2 separate regions of the Anas platyrhynchos genome follow, and region 1 is linked to region 2. Evidence: chromatin contacts called from public Hi-C data. All regions are on one chromosome and are shown on one strand. The core of a region is the stretch at or near the end of the contact, and the rest is flanking DNA. Distances in the headings are between cores, read along the strand shown. Region 1 holds the start of LOC101795296 (galanin receptor type 1). Region 2 overlaps ESRP2 (epithelial splicing regulatory protein 2).

Evidence for each region. A called contact is a pair of places that touch in the nucleus more often than the background predicts.
Region 1: a Hi-C map of skeletal muscle shows a contact between it and region 2, with 2.0 times the contacts expected there. The contact joins the promoter of LOC101795296 here to the enhancer-like site in region 2. A contact is called at or near these places in 2 of 8 Hi-C or Micro-C datasets (skeletal muscle and subcutaneous adipose tissue).

Annotation. Positions count from the first base shown.
Region 1 is chr12:14,323,194-14,327,200 of IASCAAS_PekinDuck_T2T, reverse strand. It overlaps LOC101795296 (galanin receptor type 1), which reads left to right and starts at 1,492. Exons shown (of 3, transcript XM_013105259.5): 1 at 1,492-4,007. The region is part of intron 2 of LOC101794820 (dipeptidase 2); the gene reads right to left.
Region 2 is chr12:14,165,464-14,169,344 of IASCAAS_PekinDuck_T2T, reverse strand. ESRP2 (epithelial splicing regulatory protein 2) reads right to left here. Exons shown (of 16, transcript XM_072043918.1): 16 at 3,776-3,881. Among named protein-coding and RNA genes, the nearest start is that of ESRP2, 47 kb to the right of the region's middle. Within about 2 kb of position 2,249, at least 1 of the 8 cell types and tissues checked has an H3K27ac peak or open chromatin away from gene starts, as enhancers often do.

The DNA.
Region 1 (4,007 bases), core at 243-2,742, 160 kb before region 2:
CAGCTTGGCTGATGGTCTGGTAAAAAAAGTAACTGTGCATCTAAGGGATGTAGGCTTCAGTTCCTTTATGAAAGAGATTATACAGGGTCGGAAATGAATTGAATCTGGGCTCCCATTTCTTGAGCCAATATATACAGAGCAGGCAGCAGGACCTCCTGCCCCTCCTGGGGTTGTACTTCAGGAGATAAAGGGCACTGCACCTTCTCACCCCAGGGTACAGCCAGGTTTGGGACCACAAGTGGAGAGTGGGCTGTTGCAATCTCCAAGTGCTGACACTTCAGACCTACCATCGCTCGTTTCCTTGGAGCTATGTTTATGTAGCACATCAGCCTAAAGGGCCTTTTGGCCCCAGTTAGCCTTCTGAGGAGCGCAATACATAAAGACAGATGCTGAACTCAGGGCTATAGAGTGGACTTTTGGGGCTAGATGCCTGCTTGTTTTCCCTTAAATGGATCCGGGTCTGAGATGTAATCCACTTTCTCCAGAGAGAGAGAGAAGTGTGACAGTAAGACTGCTGACTGTGAGGCTTGAGTGGCCTCCTTCCACTCAAAAGTCGAGAGCCGTAGAGAGCTAATGCAGAGGTATTAAAAAGCTGAGCCATGATTATCAAAACAGTAAGTGATTTTTGCAACATGCCTGGTATTCAGTATAATTAGGAGCTGAAGCACCCATTAGCAATCAGAAAATAGACAAATTGGTTTGTACCTAAACAGGCTAAAAATGTTACCATTTAAACATTAGCATCTGATGTTTTGTTCTCCCTCCCACTCCCCGCCCCCTACCCTTGTTTCCAGATCTGACTTCTCCCTCTATTCTCCTTGCTGTGGCTGTGCCAATCTATCCACAGAGATCCACTGCTGTCCTCCATCTACAGCACTCTGATGCCTGTTAACCAGGGACTCAGCACATGAGGCCAACACTTTCATTTATCCCAGAATCAACTCAGACAAATGGCAACAGCAACTGGCTTCCATTTGTCTTGATCTCGGTGATGTCTGCCAGATTTCTGTTTTTTCCTTACTCCTACAGAATATCCATTTTCCACTTAGTTGTGTTTAAACGTTAGTTGTCTTTGTTCAGGAAGCAACACACTGTTTCTAAAGAACTGCAGAAGTTGTAGTTCACGTGGCTCAATCCACACTGAATTCTTTGTTCTCGATTTCAGGCGAATCACCTCAGATTTTACTATACCATGCGGACACTGCCAACAAGTCAGATGTGACGGCTCCCATGCTATTTGTGCTCCTGCACTCAATAAAGTGACTTGATTTCCTCCACCCACCTGGACTAGAGGATTTGATTTATGGCAAGTCCTTTGTCTCAGCAGGGTCAGCGCCCAACCCACAGCATTTGGGCTGTGAGTTCTCAAGGACAGAGGATTTCTCACTGTCAGAAACAGACTATTTAAAGCAGTTAGGAAATGGCAGAAAGAGGGAATCAGAAGAAAGAGCCTTTACCTTTTCTGGAAATTTCGAATGTCACAGTAAGCACAGTTCCAGGACAAAGTTTTGACAAAGCCTGTAAATTACCACTGAAAATCATTTCCTCCCAAGTAAGACCAGACAGGAATACTCCCATAGCAGCCAGCTTCTGAAGTCAAATTTGCAGCATCTCAGTTCCCAGCTGAAAGCAATCTGAGTTTTTGCACCTCATTTACTGGATGTCTAATCCAGCATGTCAGTAACACGTTCCACCCAGAATATTCACCCTCCTTCCCAATCCCCTGGTCACAACACTCTCACTGAAATACACAAATTCTAGCAGGCTAGGGTGGTTTGGTTGGTTGGTTTTGATTTTTAATTTTAATTGTATTCTGAAGATAGAAAAGCTAGGAACATCCATTCTGCAAGAATTCAAGAGATCTTTGAAAAAAAATGCATTTAGATCTGAAGAACCCTAAAATCCCTCCCTACTCACCAGCAGAACTGTGCTTTCTTCTGCCTATTTTCTGTGTAGTGTACCATGCAAGCTTTCAGATCTGCAAAGTTGTGTTTGTTCTGCAGGTGACAGACACGCAGTTCTCAAATTCCTGTATGCATTGTCTCAAATCCCCTGCAGGAGAAACCACTCCTGTTGTAGTCATTTATTATTCTGCTCAAATCCAATATAAGGAGAAAAAAAAAGCACACTCATTTACTGTGATTGCTGCGGGTTCTTCTTAAATAATACTTTCTGGTATGACTGTCCACTTAAAAACAAACAAACAAGAAACCGCAGATCTAAAATACAGAGATAACTATTGAACCAACCTTCAATAGCTTTCTCTGAAAAATTGTATGAAGTTACATGAATAGTAATTACAGAAGGGACATTACTAGCAACATATCAACAAAAGGAAAAAAATACATATTTCAGCTTTCTGATTTAAGGATGTATGTGTACTCAAGGACGAGGGGAAAATACAAAACTAGTTACTGAATGATAGGAGTGTATGTTTGAGGGGGAGGAAGGACGAGAACCGTCAGAGCTGTCTGCAAGCAATTAAGGAAATGAAACACCAGCAGATGGCACTCAAGTCTTCATTATAACGCCAGGCTTCGCAGGGTCCCCGAAACCTGTGTGCTGAAAGCAGCTGTCTGCGAGCTGAGGGCACAGATCCCAGCAGGCAGACAGAAGATTTGGGGAATTGGAAGGTTTAGAGGTGTCTGAGATGCTGTGCCACAGGACGCAAAGCAGCCGGGCTGCGGAAGACCAAGAGAGGCGCAGGTGGCATCCAGAGCAGGCTGCAGAGAGGGGACCATGTCCGGAGATGATCTGCTCGTTGGCACATAACAAAGGTAGATGCGTTTTCCTTTGCAGCTCAGACATCCTTCACGCTGTCTGCTTTCCATCTCGCCCCATAACCAGCCTCAGAACTATATCGCGCGTGTGTGTGTGCACTCTTCCATGCAAGAAGCTGTCCTGCAGGCACAAATCACTCTGCAAGTACTGTTCATCTTCGCCTAAAAACTTTTTTCTTCCCTACTGCCTGCCTGTACAGTTCACAGAATATCTTCAGAAACACAACGAAACAGACCATCAAAACCAAGTTGCTTAGTGCCTTCTAGAACATGCATGCTGTTTCTAGAAGTAAGCATCAAGAACATGACTAAGCCATTAATCCTTAATAAAATTTCTTAAAAGGAAAAAAAAAAAAAAAGGCCATCTCTCTTCCCTGGTAGGGAATATTACAGCTGCTCACAGCTGCCATGACTGAGCCTTTCCTTTTCCAGTGCAGATGCTCTTGGCACTTCTGGGCTGAACCCAGAACTTCTTTACAGCTAGATCAACAAGAACCACGAACGTTCAGGCACTAAGGAATTTGGAAAGATACGAAAGAAGTGGCAGAAGCCAGCGGCAGAGACTAAGGCTTCTCCAGGCTTTTGTGCTGAAATCACTGGTCTCCAGATTGTTTTGTGCTCTAGCATGAGCACATTAGAGACTGAAACAAAACAACAAAATACTGTTCTGTTGATTTAAAAACAACAACAAAACAAAACAAAAAAAAAAAAACATTTTAGATTTTCTCCTGTTTCTGTGGCCAGCTCCAAGGATGCTCCTTATAACATTGCACAGGATATCATTCAGCATATGCTGCTCAATCCATCCCTGTGGGTTAAAACTCGCTTTCACTTTGTTCTCCCCCTCCTCGCGAGTAGTAATGTATGGAGACTGGTAACGTATGGAGACAAAGCCGACCAGGGTTATTCTTTGAAGGGCTCCAGTCACAGACAGCACTTGTTCTCACTGTCACAGCTCCGAGCAGAGCTGGAGAGCAGGTACAGCAGCTGCAGCTCTGGGGACTGGTGTGGGAGGGAAGCTGAAGAGGAGGGGCATGAGGAAACCAGGCTGCAGCTTCTTTGCCTCTGCTTCATCCTCAGCCCTTCTGGCACAGACTTTTCCTGTATCACAAGAGCTCCTCCAACAGCAGCTACCAAACCCCTTGGATGAGAGCAATTTCCTAGACCTCTTTTTGCCAGTTCCTGGAAGAGACAGACAAGACCTGGAAGAATCATCCAAAGAAAATT
Region 2 (3,881 bases), core at 1,000-3,499:
ATTTGTATTTCGTTTGCTATTTGCAACGCCTGGTCGAAAGGGGACATCTACTGGTATCAAGGATTAGTGCAGGCATGAAACACCAAACTGCCAGTTTAAAAAAATTACAGTACCAACCTAGAACCCACTGAGGAACTTAAGAAATCTAGAAGCTTCTGCTCCTATCACTTAAGTAAAGGTCTTTAAAAAACTGTCAAAGACACAGACAACATTAAAGACAAATTATAACTACACTTTAGTAGTGTTTGCAGAAAAGAAGGCATTTTAATTAAACTGTAATTTTTATGATTAGCAGAAACAAATAGCTTTTTTTTTGGACTCATATAGATAAAATGAAATATGATCGCAATAATATACACCAATGTAAGAAACAGCAATTGACTGGGTTATTCAAAACAAGCCTAGATGAACCTGTCATCATTTTTATCTGAATATTTACATTGTCCACCTGGATATCCATCTAAATAATACAGTGGCCACCACCTAATTCTATAGGAAGAAGAAAATTATGCTCCTGTTTCATTTTAGTTTTGCGTTTTGTCTTTCTTTTTTAATATATGTATCTATATGACAAGTAAATCTAAATAGCCAAAGTTTTAGATTGGCCTCAGACAAACCTTGGCACGCATGAGGAGAGATTTCTGCTTTATACTATTTCAAGCCAACTTTAGGTGCAATCATTTTTTAGATGACACTAAGCGTGAGCCTCAAAACTTATCAGCATGGACTCTGGCAAATGTACGTCTATACAAAACAGAATGCAACTGGTTAAACCATAACACTTGAAACTTATTTTAATGGACCAAGAAGATACAGATGGACCAAAGAAGATACAAATACTATTTCAAAAGTCAGGAAGGTTTTTTTCTTAAAAATATATAAATAAAAAATCAGGAATTGATAACCACTGGCAAAAGTTTGTTGAAAATATTTTACTTCACATAAACAAGCAAAACTTATCAACCTGTCTAGGGTGAGAATTAGGTCTGCTGATGAAGCAATTCCAACACTAAACACCTGATCCAAAAGCACAGCTGTAACCATTAAAACAGGGAACAAGAGGCTTTTGCAAGCTTTTAAGTCTCATCTCACCCCAATCTCAAGTAACAAAAATAAACTACCTTATTTTAGAACTGGGGAGAAACACAACATGAGATAAACAACACAGAAATAATTCCTAGGTGAAATTATCAATGTCAAGAGAATGGGAAGAGGGATGCTCCAGTTGAGGGGCTATCGCAAAGCCACCGCCATCAGAAGTATTAAACCAAGAGACAAATAAATACAAACAATGTTAATTCCGTACTTCAGTTATATAATAATTTTTGAGAAACACTTCTTGTGGCTGAACACAGAGGGCAAGGACTCTTTCTCAAACAACAGTAACAGTCTAATCACAGTTCTTTCCCAAGCTTCACATCTTTCTCTTTGGTGAAACAATTCATGTTTAACATTTTCTGTACTTATTTTTCTTATTACAACAGTAATCCACTTCAAAGTCCCCCACAACACAGCAGGTCTAGAAGTTCAATTGCAAAAAATAAACACACGCATCAAATAGAAGAAAACAGATTTAGGCCTTACCCTAAGTTCCCGGCCTTCTCCAGCGATGTAGGCCATTTGAAGGTACGATGAAGGCACTTGGGGATCAAGTCTGAGCTGAGATAAAGACCTTTTTCCACAGTCCTGACACTACTTCTGGTGCATGCTGCTTCCAGAAGCACAGCCAAGCCATGAGCTCACCTCAGCTTCTAGCAGTTACCTGCTGTACTTGAGGTCTCCAGCACCCAAATTACATAACCCCTCCCTCCCCTTCCACAGGTGAGGCACATAAACCCTCAGGGGCAGCCTGCTGGGTGGCATCCACCAGGCCAGGAAGGGAGGCCTTAGTCACACGGGGGTTTTATTCCTAAACGTGTCACAAGAACACTTCAAATGACAGAGGCAAATGTGCAGTCTTGTTGGGCGTACGGCGGGAGGGGGCACACGACGACCACCAGACGGGGACACGGCTGAAGGAGGCTGACATGGCTGAGGAAGGCTCCCCGCACTCTCCCACCACTCCTCTGCCTCCCCCAGCCCTACAGTCAACCCCTCCAGCAAAAAAATCATTAATTTCATTTCGGTGGCCGCCGAGAAGGAGCCGGGCACAGCGGGGCGCCACAGGGGCCTGAGGGGACCAACGGTCCCAGGGCCCGCCCTGAGGGGAGGGCGGCGGGAGCACGGCCGGGGCAGCCCCCAGCAAGGCCCCGAGCACAGCACTGCTGGCCCTGAGGGGTGAAGGAGCCTGAGGCCACAGGGGGGAACCAAAGTTTGTTAGCATTTTTATATTAACCGCTGGATGAAGATACGTTTTACTCAAATGCACCATTGTTAATTCCTTTGCTGCTTTCTGCTACACGACCAACAAGGCTCCAGGGTGGGGCTGGTGTCAGGCCCCTCGTGAGGGTGTCTGTGCTGGCAGCGCCCCGGTATTCAGTGTAGCTTATAAAAGTGAAAAATGGATAGAATATTTTCCTAAATTTATACAACTCCAAGCCCCCATGTTATGTTTTATGCATACACACAGCCACAAAGCATGAAACAGCTGAGTTCAATTTTGGTAACTTGTTTCTAGCATCTCCTTCTAAACAGGGATTAGAACAACAGCATTATCTAAATCTCCTTTTTTTCTTATTTTTAATAATTTTTATTTTTAAAAAGCTCAATACAGCCTTTAGGGCTGTAACTTCTGTTCAGGTAAGCACAGGACTGCAGACTTCCAAATCTTGCAGCCTGCCAAGGAAGGAAGAGAGCATGCATAAACAACAGTAGAAGGAGCTATAAAAAAAATTAAAAAATAAAAATAAATAAGTGATGTTTTAAAGTAGATTGGTAGATTAAGCATCGTTTTAGCTAACAGACAAGCACAAGTCCTAGACAGGCTGGCTGTTATAAGAAAAATAAGACTTTTCAACTCAACACAAAGCCACAAGCAAGCTATCAACTAGATGGTGGCAGAACATAACAGTGTAAAAAATGGCCTGGTAGGTCCCTCTGTATTGCTCAAAATAGGGATTCCCAAAATTTTTTTTTAGGAGGGAGAACTGAGAACTATTCTCCACAAAGGCACAAAGACTGCACCATTGTAATTAACATTCTCCTGTCTAGTGTGCAGGATACTTTAACAGTAATATTTTTGTAGACTTAAGACAAATCTTGGAAACAGATTAATGCATTCCCACATTAAAATACCAAAGTAAAATATCTTCGTAGTCCCAACCAACTGCAGTAACACTTCAAGCAGGAGATTTTAGTGATGAAGTGGCATCTGACATGGGATGGTTCTTACCAGAAACAAACCCAATTATCTTAGTCAGATATCCCCATTCATTTTTGCTACAGAAAGGTTATCTGGCTCTGCCATGACAGAAATGTAGCATTTCGGGTTCTGCAGAGAAGAGAGAATGACCCATTTAGTCAATGAAATTTTGAAGTGAACACAATTTCAAGTTCAATACTCATTTTTCTCTGGCACCAGAATGAGAGCGCTAAGCATATAACAGTTGCATTGCTCTGCCTGAGAAGTGTTCCACTGCAAGGGAAATATTTATCATGTACATTTCAGGCTTGCCAGAACATACAAAAAAAAAAGAAAAACCATACCATCTCACAAGACATATGTGCCCATCTAAGTCTATGGGGAAGAAAAAAATAGGTAAAACTTACTTAGCAGAAAGTGATTGCCCATGAAATTGCATTAAAACAAAGTATAAGTTGCTCTCAAAAGCCAATACACATCGTAAGCATCTCTTTTATTTGTTGTAATATAAAGAAGCATACATCATTCAGTTCTTTTAAGTACAACTCAAATTGTACACTAACAAAAAAGATCAATCCAG